Regions from separate parts of the Mus musculus genome. Here region 1 is linked to region 2. The links are chromatin contacts, called in public Hi-C maps. All regions are on one chromosome and are shown on one strand. Each heading gives the region's core, a stretch centred on a gene start, on an enhancer-like site or on the middle of the called end of the contact. The rest is flanking DNA. Distances are from core to core; before and after follow the strand shown.

The links. Hi-C and Micro-C count contacts between places; a contact is called where the count stands out from the background.
Region 1: a Hi-C map of muscle stem cells shows a contact between it and region 2, with 1.8 times the contacts expected there. The contact joins the enhancer-like site here to the promoter of Hmcn2 in region 2. A contact is called at or near these places in 3 of 39 promoter capture datasets (embryonic stem cells, second pharyngeal arch cranial neural crest and trophoblast stem cells), 35 of 484 Hi-C or Micro-C datasets (the 3T3-L1 cell line, 8-cell embryo, the C2C12 cell line and 20 more), 5 of 115 datasets of contacts at active chromatin or transcription factors (double positive thymocytes, embryonic stem cells and fibro-adipogenic progenitors) and 1 of 9 other capture datasets (embryonic stem cells).

The regions. Positions count from the first base shown.
Region 1 is chr2:31,365,202-31,369,467 of GRCm38.p6, forward strand. It overlaps Hmcn2 (hemicentin 2), which reads left to right. Exons shown (of 98, transcript NM_001370902.1): 20 at 3,750-3,862; 21 at 3,973-4,129. Among named protein-coding and RNA genes, the nearest start is that of Hmcn2, 53 kb to the left of the region's middle. Within about 2 kb of position 2,195, at least 6 of the 459 cell types and tissues checked have an H3K27ac peak or open chromatin away from gene starts, as enhancers often do. A contact at or near this core is called in muscle stem cells, where this site is marked.
Region 2 is chr2:31,311,885-31,316,087 of GRCm38.p6, forward strand. Hmcn2 (hemicentin 2) reads left to right here and starts at 2,448. Exons shown (of 98, transcript NM_001370902.1): 1 at 2,448-2,792. The coding sequence starts at 2,531.

The DNA of each region.
Region 1 (4,266 bases), core at 945-3,444, 53 kb after region 2:
AAGAGTAAGTCTAGCCCAGTCTAGATGGCTAGGCTGGAACTGGCTATGCAGACCAAGCAGGCCTCAAATCCAAAGACCCTGCCCCTGCCTCCTGAGTGCAGGACTTGAAGGTGTGCGCCACCCCTCCTGTCTCTTCATATGTTCTTTATATGCGCTGTGTGTAAATTCTCTTTATATCTGTCTCCCTAGCTATCATTTCGCTACAAATCTGTTTATCTTTGTGTGTATAGTGTATGTGTGTCACCTGTGTGCTCATGTGTGTGCTCATGTGTACGTACCTGTGTGCTCACATGTGTGGGGGGGCCAGAGCTGACATCAGGTATCAGGTGTCGTCTGCCATGACTCTCTTCCTCTTCAGATTACTATCATATGTATTGATTCATGTGTGTGCCTGCAGCCTATGGAGGTCAGAAGACAGCTCAAGGGTATAGGTTCTCTCCTTACCACGTGGGTCCCAGGATAGCACTCAGGCTGTCCATCAGGCTTGGCGGCAGGCAGCTTTTACTCACCGAGCATCTCCCAGCCCATCCATCAATGTTTTCTGAGACAGAACCTCTCACTGATCCCTGAGCTCACTGATTGCCTAGACAGAACCTCTCACTGATCCCTGAGCTCACTGATTGCCTAGACAGAACCTCTCACTGATCCCTGAGCTCACTGATTGCCTAGACAGAACCTCTCACTGATCCCTGAGCTCACTGGTTGCCTAGACAGAACCTCTCACTGATCCCTGAGCTCACTGGTTGCCTAGACAGAACCTCTCACTGATCCCTGAGCTCACTGATTACCTAGACAGAACCTCTCACTGATCCCTGAGCTCACTGATTGCCTAGACAGAACCTCTCACTGATCCCTGAGCTAACTGATTGCATAGACTGGCCAGTGAGCTCTGAGCTCTACCTTTCCCCCAGCATCCCCCACCACCACCACCATCTTCTGCCCACACTGAATTATAGATGTGCCCAGCTTTTATGTGGGAGCTGAGATCCTACCTCAGGAAGCACTTGAATGACCAAGCCATCTCCACAGCCCCACAAATCCGTGTTAAAAACAAAAAACAAACAAACAGCCAGGCTACGGCAGTACACACATTTAATCCTAGCACTCAGGAGGCAGAAGCAAGTAGATTTCTGTGAGTCTGAGGCCAGCCTCATCTACAGAGTGAGTTCTAGGACAGCCAGGGCTATACAGAGGAACCTTGTCCCGAAAAGAAAGACAAACAAACAACCACAAAAACAAACCAGAAACAAAACATAAACTGTGGTCATGTCTGCTGTTGTCTTGTCACATCTTCCAGTGACAATATGTCATGGCCGTGTCCCTGTCACTCACGGCTTCAGAGGAATCGGCGTAGAAGCTGCAGGTCCCTATTGGGATGCACTGTGATGTCTACTCCACCCCTCTCATGTCCTCACTACACCTGGGGACTACGTCCATGTCCTCTGTGATTGAGTCTCAGGAGTGGCACATTTGGGGGCTGTAAGCTTATTTTACCAAGCTGTCCTCCTACTCAGAGCATCGGGTCTTCATCTCACCAAGCAACTACCCTCTTCTTTAACCAGGTATATTTACTATTTGCTGGGGGTGTTCTGTTTTCATGGTGATTCTTGTGTGAATCTCTGGAGGGTGAGTAGGAGTGAGAGAATCCATCAGTGGCTGGGCAGGAAGATGCAGCATCCTGCCTGGACAATTAGAGATTGTCCAGATCTAATCCTGCTGAATGTCAAACAGAGCCAGGCCTTAGCTAGCTTTCATGTGTATCTGTCTCTGTCTGTCTGTCTGTCTGTCTGTCTGACTCCTCTCTCTCTCTCTCTCTCTCTTACACACACACACACACACACACACACACACACACACACACGGTGCCTAGAGGCCAAATCTGTGACAATGGTGTGGTCTAGCCTGATCTCCTGGCTCCATCATGATCATTGCACACGTGCCACTCATCCACTGGGAACACAAGGAAGACATTTTGCTCCCTGGACATACTCCCTGTACCTCCAGGACTCTTGGCTTCTGGCTTCCCTCCGACTTCGTCAATCCAGAGGGTTCCCAGCATGCCTTTGGCACCTGTTTTCTAAGTTCACTCTGTCCTGTGAACGTTGTTTTCTGCTGTTTCTCATCAGTCTGTCCCCAAAGCCATGAGTGGGGAATCAGAGTCAGTTTAGCTTTCTGGCACATCCTGGAATCCAGGGACTGAGCAATTACGTGGTTTACACAAAGTCCTGAGCAGAGAGACCTCGCAGCTGTTCTCAGCACAGGCAGCTTGTGTCTGGGATGGATTCAATAACCGCCAGCCATGTGGCCACAGATACCGAGCCAATTTTCTTCTCCTGTTGAATTTCTTTTCAATATCAGACCAACAAAAGGTTGGTCATTCCCAATGTTTTTTAGTGTTGAATCCAATGGTGTAAAACACATCCCCAGACACTATCCCCTTCTAAACATTCTGTCTGTCTGTATCTGTCCCTCTGTCTCTTTCTGTCTTCCTGTCTCTCTATCTGTCTGTCTTTTTATGTCTCTATCTCTGTCTCTGTGTCTCTCTGTCTGTCTCTTTCTGTCTCTGTCTCTGTCTCCCCCATCCCTTCTCTCTTTGTGACAGGGTCTTACTATGTAACCCTTGCTAGCCTGTAACTCTCTGTAGACCAGGCTGGCTTTGAACTCACACAGATCTGTGTGTTTCTGCTTCCTGAGTGAGTGCTGGAATTAGTGGTGTGCACCAGCATGCTCAGCTTAGAGCGTTCTCCTTTCATTATGCATGGACACTTGCTAGTGTGTGTGCACTTAGAAGGCTGAGCATCTTCCTCTGTCTCTCTCCACCTTATGTGTTAAGGGGCACTGGCTGGCTAGAGAGCTCTGCCCATGCACATCACAGAAGCTACCTTGTATGTGGGTGCTGGGAACTGAGCTCGGCTCCTCAAGCCTATCTGGAGAACGCTTTATTGACTGAACATCTCCCCAGTTCCCTCCTCTTCTTTTCTTTATTCTTCTTCCCCATCTTCCTTCTCCACCCTCTTCCTTTTTTCCTAGTGATGGAGGTGGAACCCCATGCCCATGTGCCTGTCAGACAAGCACTTTGTCACCAAGCTACGTCTCCCACCCCTTATTTTTTAATTTCGTTTTGAGACAGATTCTCACTAAATTGCCCAGGCAGGCCAGGAACTTGGTGTCCTCTTGGCTCCGCCTCTCCAAGGTTGCTAGGGTACCTATACTACAAAGCCTGGATAGACTATATTTTTTTTGCTTTTATTTAATGGATTTCTTGAAAAACTTAAGCAGATAGGCAAAGATATCCAATGGATTCCTTTCCTCACCTTCAGCCTCCCTCAGTATCAGAGACTGCCATCACCACTCAGAGTGGCCTGTACTCACAGCTGGCCCAGGCCTGGCGTCACCAGCCAAGCCCACGGCTTTATGTATATCTGTCACAACATGATGCCACTGTGGTGGTCTCTATTTGATGTTTTCCCTGTCTTAAAAACCTTCTGTCTCTGCAGCCTTACCCCCTAATACTCAGAAACCACTGATGGTTTTAATGTCTAGGTTTGGCTTTTTTTTTTTTTTTTTTTTGGAATGTCAGAGTTAGAGTCAGTTTTCTTCCTTTTGAAGGCTGAGTACTATTTCATTATGGACACACATCCCGTTTACTTGTGCAGTCATTGCTGGGGGGGGCATTTGGATTGCTTCTAGGTCTTAGCCATTAGGTACACTGGTTTATAAAATGTTAAAAATTGGTCTATTTATAAAAGTGCCACCTAGAATCCATCCGACTTCCACCCACCACGTCACCAACGAAGGAGTGCCAGCCTCCCTCCCCTGCATAGCTTCAGGAGTCCCCACCCCTAAAATCACCTGGACCAAGGTAGGCAGGACCTGAAACCTTTGGGGGGGTGGGGGCACCCAGAGAGGTCACCTTGGTGCATCCTGAGACAGAGTGTGAGCTCCGATGTTGTCACTGTGGCTCTGTCCTAGGAAACCAACGCCTTGACTACCAGCGGTCACTACAGTGTGAGCAGAAATGGTACCCTGGTCATTGTCCAGCCATCCCCGCAGGATGCAGGTGCCTATGTGTGCACAGCCACCAACAGTGTGGGCTTCTCCAGCCAGGAGATGTGGCTGTCTGTTAATAGTGAGTGTAACAGGTCCTGAGGGGAGAGGGATCAGTGGGAGGGGGACCACAAGGGCTCACTCAGCCTCTATGCCCAGCTGGCTCACAGTACCAAGCCCTGAGCAGACACAGGATCCACCAGCCTTGCAACACCCTCA
Region 2 (4,203 bases), core at 1,198-3,697:
TGGTTCCCTCCATCCCTTGTATCAGCATAAAGAGAAGTTCCTTGCCATCTTTGGGTCTATCTCTGCCCCTACCTTCTGGGAGAGATTTATGGCTCCCCAGAATCTACAAGGTCTGTCTTCTGAACTTAGCTCCATGAGCTGCCTGAATGTTAGTAAGCCAGACCAGGTTGCCTCCCTGATTAACATTCTCCAATAGCTCCCAGGACCTTTAGGTAAACTCCAGATGGGTTGGTGAAGTCTTCCAGGTTTTCACCTTTGTCCCCTCCTCTGCCACCATCTCCTTCAGTCCGGTTGGGTGACCCACTGGCAGCCTCTTGCTCCCCTTGCCTTTGTGAATGCTGTTCCAATGCTGTCCCAGCTCTTCTGTGACCTTCCTCTCTTTCTCACCGGCTTCTCAGACTTGCTCCATGACCTTCTCTGACCTCTTAGGCTCAGTGATTCTTCCTCTGAGCTCCCAGAGCGCTGGGTCATTCTTCTGTTAACACTTATCTCACTAACTTAGAATTATTTGTTTACATGTCTCTCCTCCGGGTAGGGACCACACTCCTTTATCTTCCCATCCCCCTGTCCCATCAGCACCTCCTGGAGCACCTGACATACAGCTCAGCAAATGTTTGTAGACAGAATGACAAAAACTTCTGTCCTGGGTTCGCAATGTCACCATTTTTGCTGCTGATTGCTACTGTCTTTCTACAGCTGGGCCTCTCTTCTCACTCCAACAGCTGGCCCAGCCCTGCCCAGGCTCTGCGGGCAATTACAGCCTTCACCCAGGGAGGTTTAAAAAGTGAGTTTTTACAAGTGTAGGAGACTAAACCTCCCATTGAACTTGGCTGCAAATTCCACTTTCAAGCCTTGGGGTCATGGCTTCTGCCATATCCCAAGAGACAGACAGCTCTTGAAGATATTGCCCTTGGTCTCTGGCCTCATGTAGATTTGAGTCTCTGGGACATGTCCAGCCTGGCCCCTGCCTATGGCCAGGACTCAGTAACCCATCTCTGTACCCACTTCCCCTTACAGTTAACAGAGTCTTTGTTGGGCTCCCGTGTGTTCCAGGCTCTGGGTCTCCATTGTCTCAGAGCTCAATTGCAGTGGAAGGTCACACACCCAGGCACAGTCCCAGTGATACAGTTTAGTCAGAACTAGGATGAGGACACACAGGGTTGTGGATGCAGAACAGAGTGGTCCCAGCAGCCTCAAAGATGGAGGAACTGAGGCTGGTCCAAAGGAGAAGAGACAGTGTGGAGTGGCTTTGCTCCTGGCTGAGGTGTTTACAGAGGAAGGGTCAAGAGAGTGTCGCCTCTATAGCCCAGAGCTCTCAGCTATGTCCAGGGTTTCTCTGACTTCACCCAGGGTGTTGTACACAGAAAAGACCCTAAGAAATCAAACATGCTTGCCAAAGCTGCCCCCTCCAGTCAAGCAACATCTAATGAGTCACCACCCTGTGGTGGGGTGGACGCTAAGGCACACTCTTCACTCCAAGGGGCTCTTGGTCTGTAAGGACAGAAACCACTGGGAGTGTACCGCCTGGGAGAGTGAAGGGCTGCAACAGAATGGAGGGAAACACCTCTGGCCAGCCCAATGGTGAATGGAGCATTCTGCCCAGCCAATGATGAGTACCCCAACAGCCCAATGGCAGAGAGAGAGCACCCCCAACCTGATTGTGCAGAGGACATCCTCATTTGGCCCACTGGCAGAGGCAGCACCTCCCACCCAGCTGGCAGAGGAACCATCAAAGGATGGTTGAACCCAGCCCAGGCAGCCCCTAACAGGTGCCGCAGCCACTTCATATGCAATCCATGAGTCCGCTTGGACAGGTGACCAGAGGAGTGTGTGCCCAATCCTGTGGAGTCCCCATATGACCTGTAATGATGTCTTACAATACTCAGGGGAGACGGAAGAGCCTGAGGGACTTGGGGTCCTTCTATATTTGGCTTCAGATGCTGCCTACACCATTCAGTAATGGGCTCATCGCCGAGTCTTGCATCAAATACGTTTGGTCTTAGTATCTTCCCCAAGGATTACCGTAAGTTTCCAGACTTTATCTGTGGGATGCCGAGGCCATAGTGAACGCCAGGCTTAGGTTTGTTGATTTTGACAAGAATAATTACAATATTGGGGAGGCTCAGAACCACTGATAGAGGTAGCAGTGAGTGCAAAGCCTGTCTGAGCCAGGCTTGGATTGCTCCTGTGGCCTCTCCGCCCCCGCAGAAGGGCTTGCAGGTGTCCGCGGATTCCCGCACCCTCATCCCTCGCCCTTGGCCGTGGCCCCACCTCCCTCCTGCCTTCTGCCTTGCGTCCTCCTCTAACCTCGGGGCTGGACCAGAGAGCCGAGGGGCTGGGAAAGTTTGAGTCACGCCGCGGGGCGCGGGGGAGGGGTGCGAGAGGCGGGGTGGGCATTAGGGACCGCCTCGGGCTCCCACCAGGGGAACCCCGCCGCGCCCCTGTCCGGTGAACCCGCTAGAGCGAGACTGCACTGCCATCTCTCACTGCGACCTGCGGGTCCCATCAGGGCTGCAGCCTCCGGCTCACCATGACGCCTGGGGCGCAGCTCCTGCCGCTGCTCGTGGCGATCTCTACAGCAGTGGCGGCGGTGGTCACGTCTGACGCGCCCACGAAGACGCTGTCCCCCGCCACAGGAGACGCCACCCTAGCCTTCGTCTTCGATGTCACCGGCTCCATGTGGGATGACCTGATGCAGGTGATCGACGGCGCCTCGCGCATTCTGGAGCGCAGCCTGAGCAGCCGCAGCCGGGTCATCGCCAACTATGCGCTGGTGCCTTTCCACGACCCAGGTAGAGCCCCTCGCCGGCCGTTCTCAAGGTCTCCCCACCGCGCGGCTCTCGAGGTTCCCTCCTTCCCCCCAAGTCCTCGAGGTGTCATGCTTTGGTGTCCTGTCCTCTCCACCCCTCACCCCTGCTGCTCGTCCAGCCTTGCCTGGCGCACAGCAATAAGCAGAACCTTAGCATCTTCTGGCACATTTCCCTTGCCTGGCCACGCCCTCTCCTGCATCCCCAGGTTGGCACTGAGGTTACAAATTTCTAGCAGGCGACCAAAAGCTTCTGAGTCTCACCCTCTCCATTTGTGAAGTGGGAACATGTGTGGGGATGTTGGCAGTAGGTGCCAGGAACCTGTGAGGTTTTTGGTTCTCGATTTTATTTTGCCTGCCTGCCCTTTCTTCCTCCTTCCCTCTCTCTCCCCTTTCTCCTCCTTTCCTTCCCCTTTGTGAGGCAGATCTCCTGTAGCTCAGGCTGGTCTCCCAGTGTTCTGTGTAGTGGAGAATGACTCTGAACTTCTGATCCTCCGGCCTCAGCTTCTAGAGCGCTGGGATCGCAGACCTGCACTAACATAGCCCCTTTATCCGGTGCTGGGGATTGAACCTGGGGCCCATGCACACTAGGCAAGCTCTGTGCCGACTGCCTGTAAGATTTTAGGTGCTGTTTGTTTGTTTGTTTGTTTGTTTGTTTGTTTTAGAGTCCTCTCCCAGCTTGCATGTGAGAAGCCAGGACATGGCTTTCAGGGGGAACTGCAGCCCTTTGTGGAACCCCTGGCTGATAGTAACAGCCTGTTGCCGGTTCCCTTTTGCCTGCCTACTTCAGCAGAGTGAAATTTCCCAGCAAAGCATGGCTCCCTGACACCTGCTGATTCCCCGCTCCCCCCCCCCCCCCCGCAGTCACCCTGTTAGCTCAGGGTTGAATATGCTCCCCGAAGCCTCACCACCAAAAGTCCCCTGCACCCCGGGGAGAGATGTCCCCCACAGCCTCAACCCTAACTACTTTTCTCAACTTTTTTTAAAAATGAAAACATTTCTGCATTACACTGAAGTAGGAGAGAAGCAAGGATCTGAGCTCCTCTCTATGCCTGCCTTACTCCTGAGAGCTACAGTTTGCTGTTTGCTTCCATCTGCCCACATGTCTATCCAGGCTGGCTGTAAAGTCCCCCACTGCAAAGGCAGATTCCACACAGCACTGCCGGTTTGAGGAGACACACTGAGCCGATGGTAGGCTGTCAAGCCTCTCAGGGGTGTGCACATTTGTCAATCACAGAATCTTCCAGGGTCTTGACTCCCCATCCTCCAATCTTCTCTCCATGTTGCCTGAGGCTTTGTTCCTCTCCTCTACGGGGCTCCTCAGGACCAGGCCTCTAGGAAAATACTCCTGGGAGACCCAAAAAGATAATCAGATTGGATGTGTGAGGAGGCGGGGT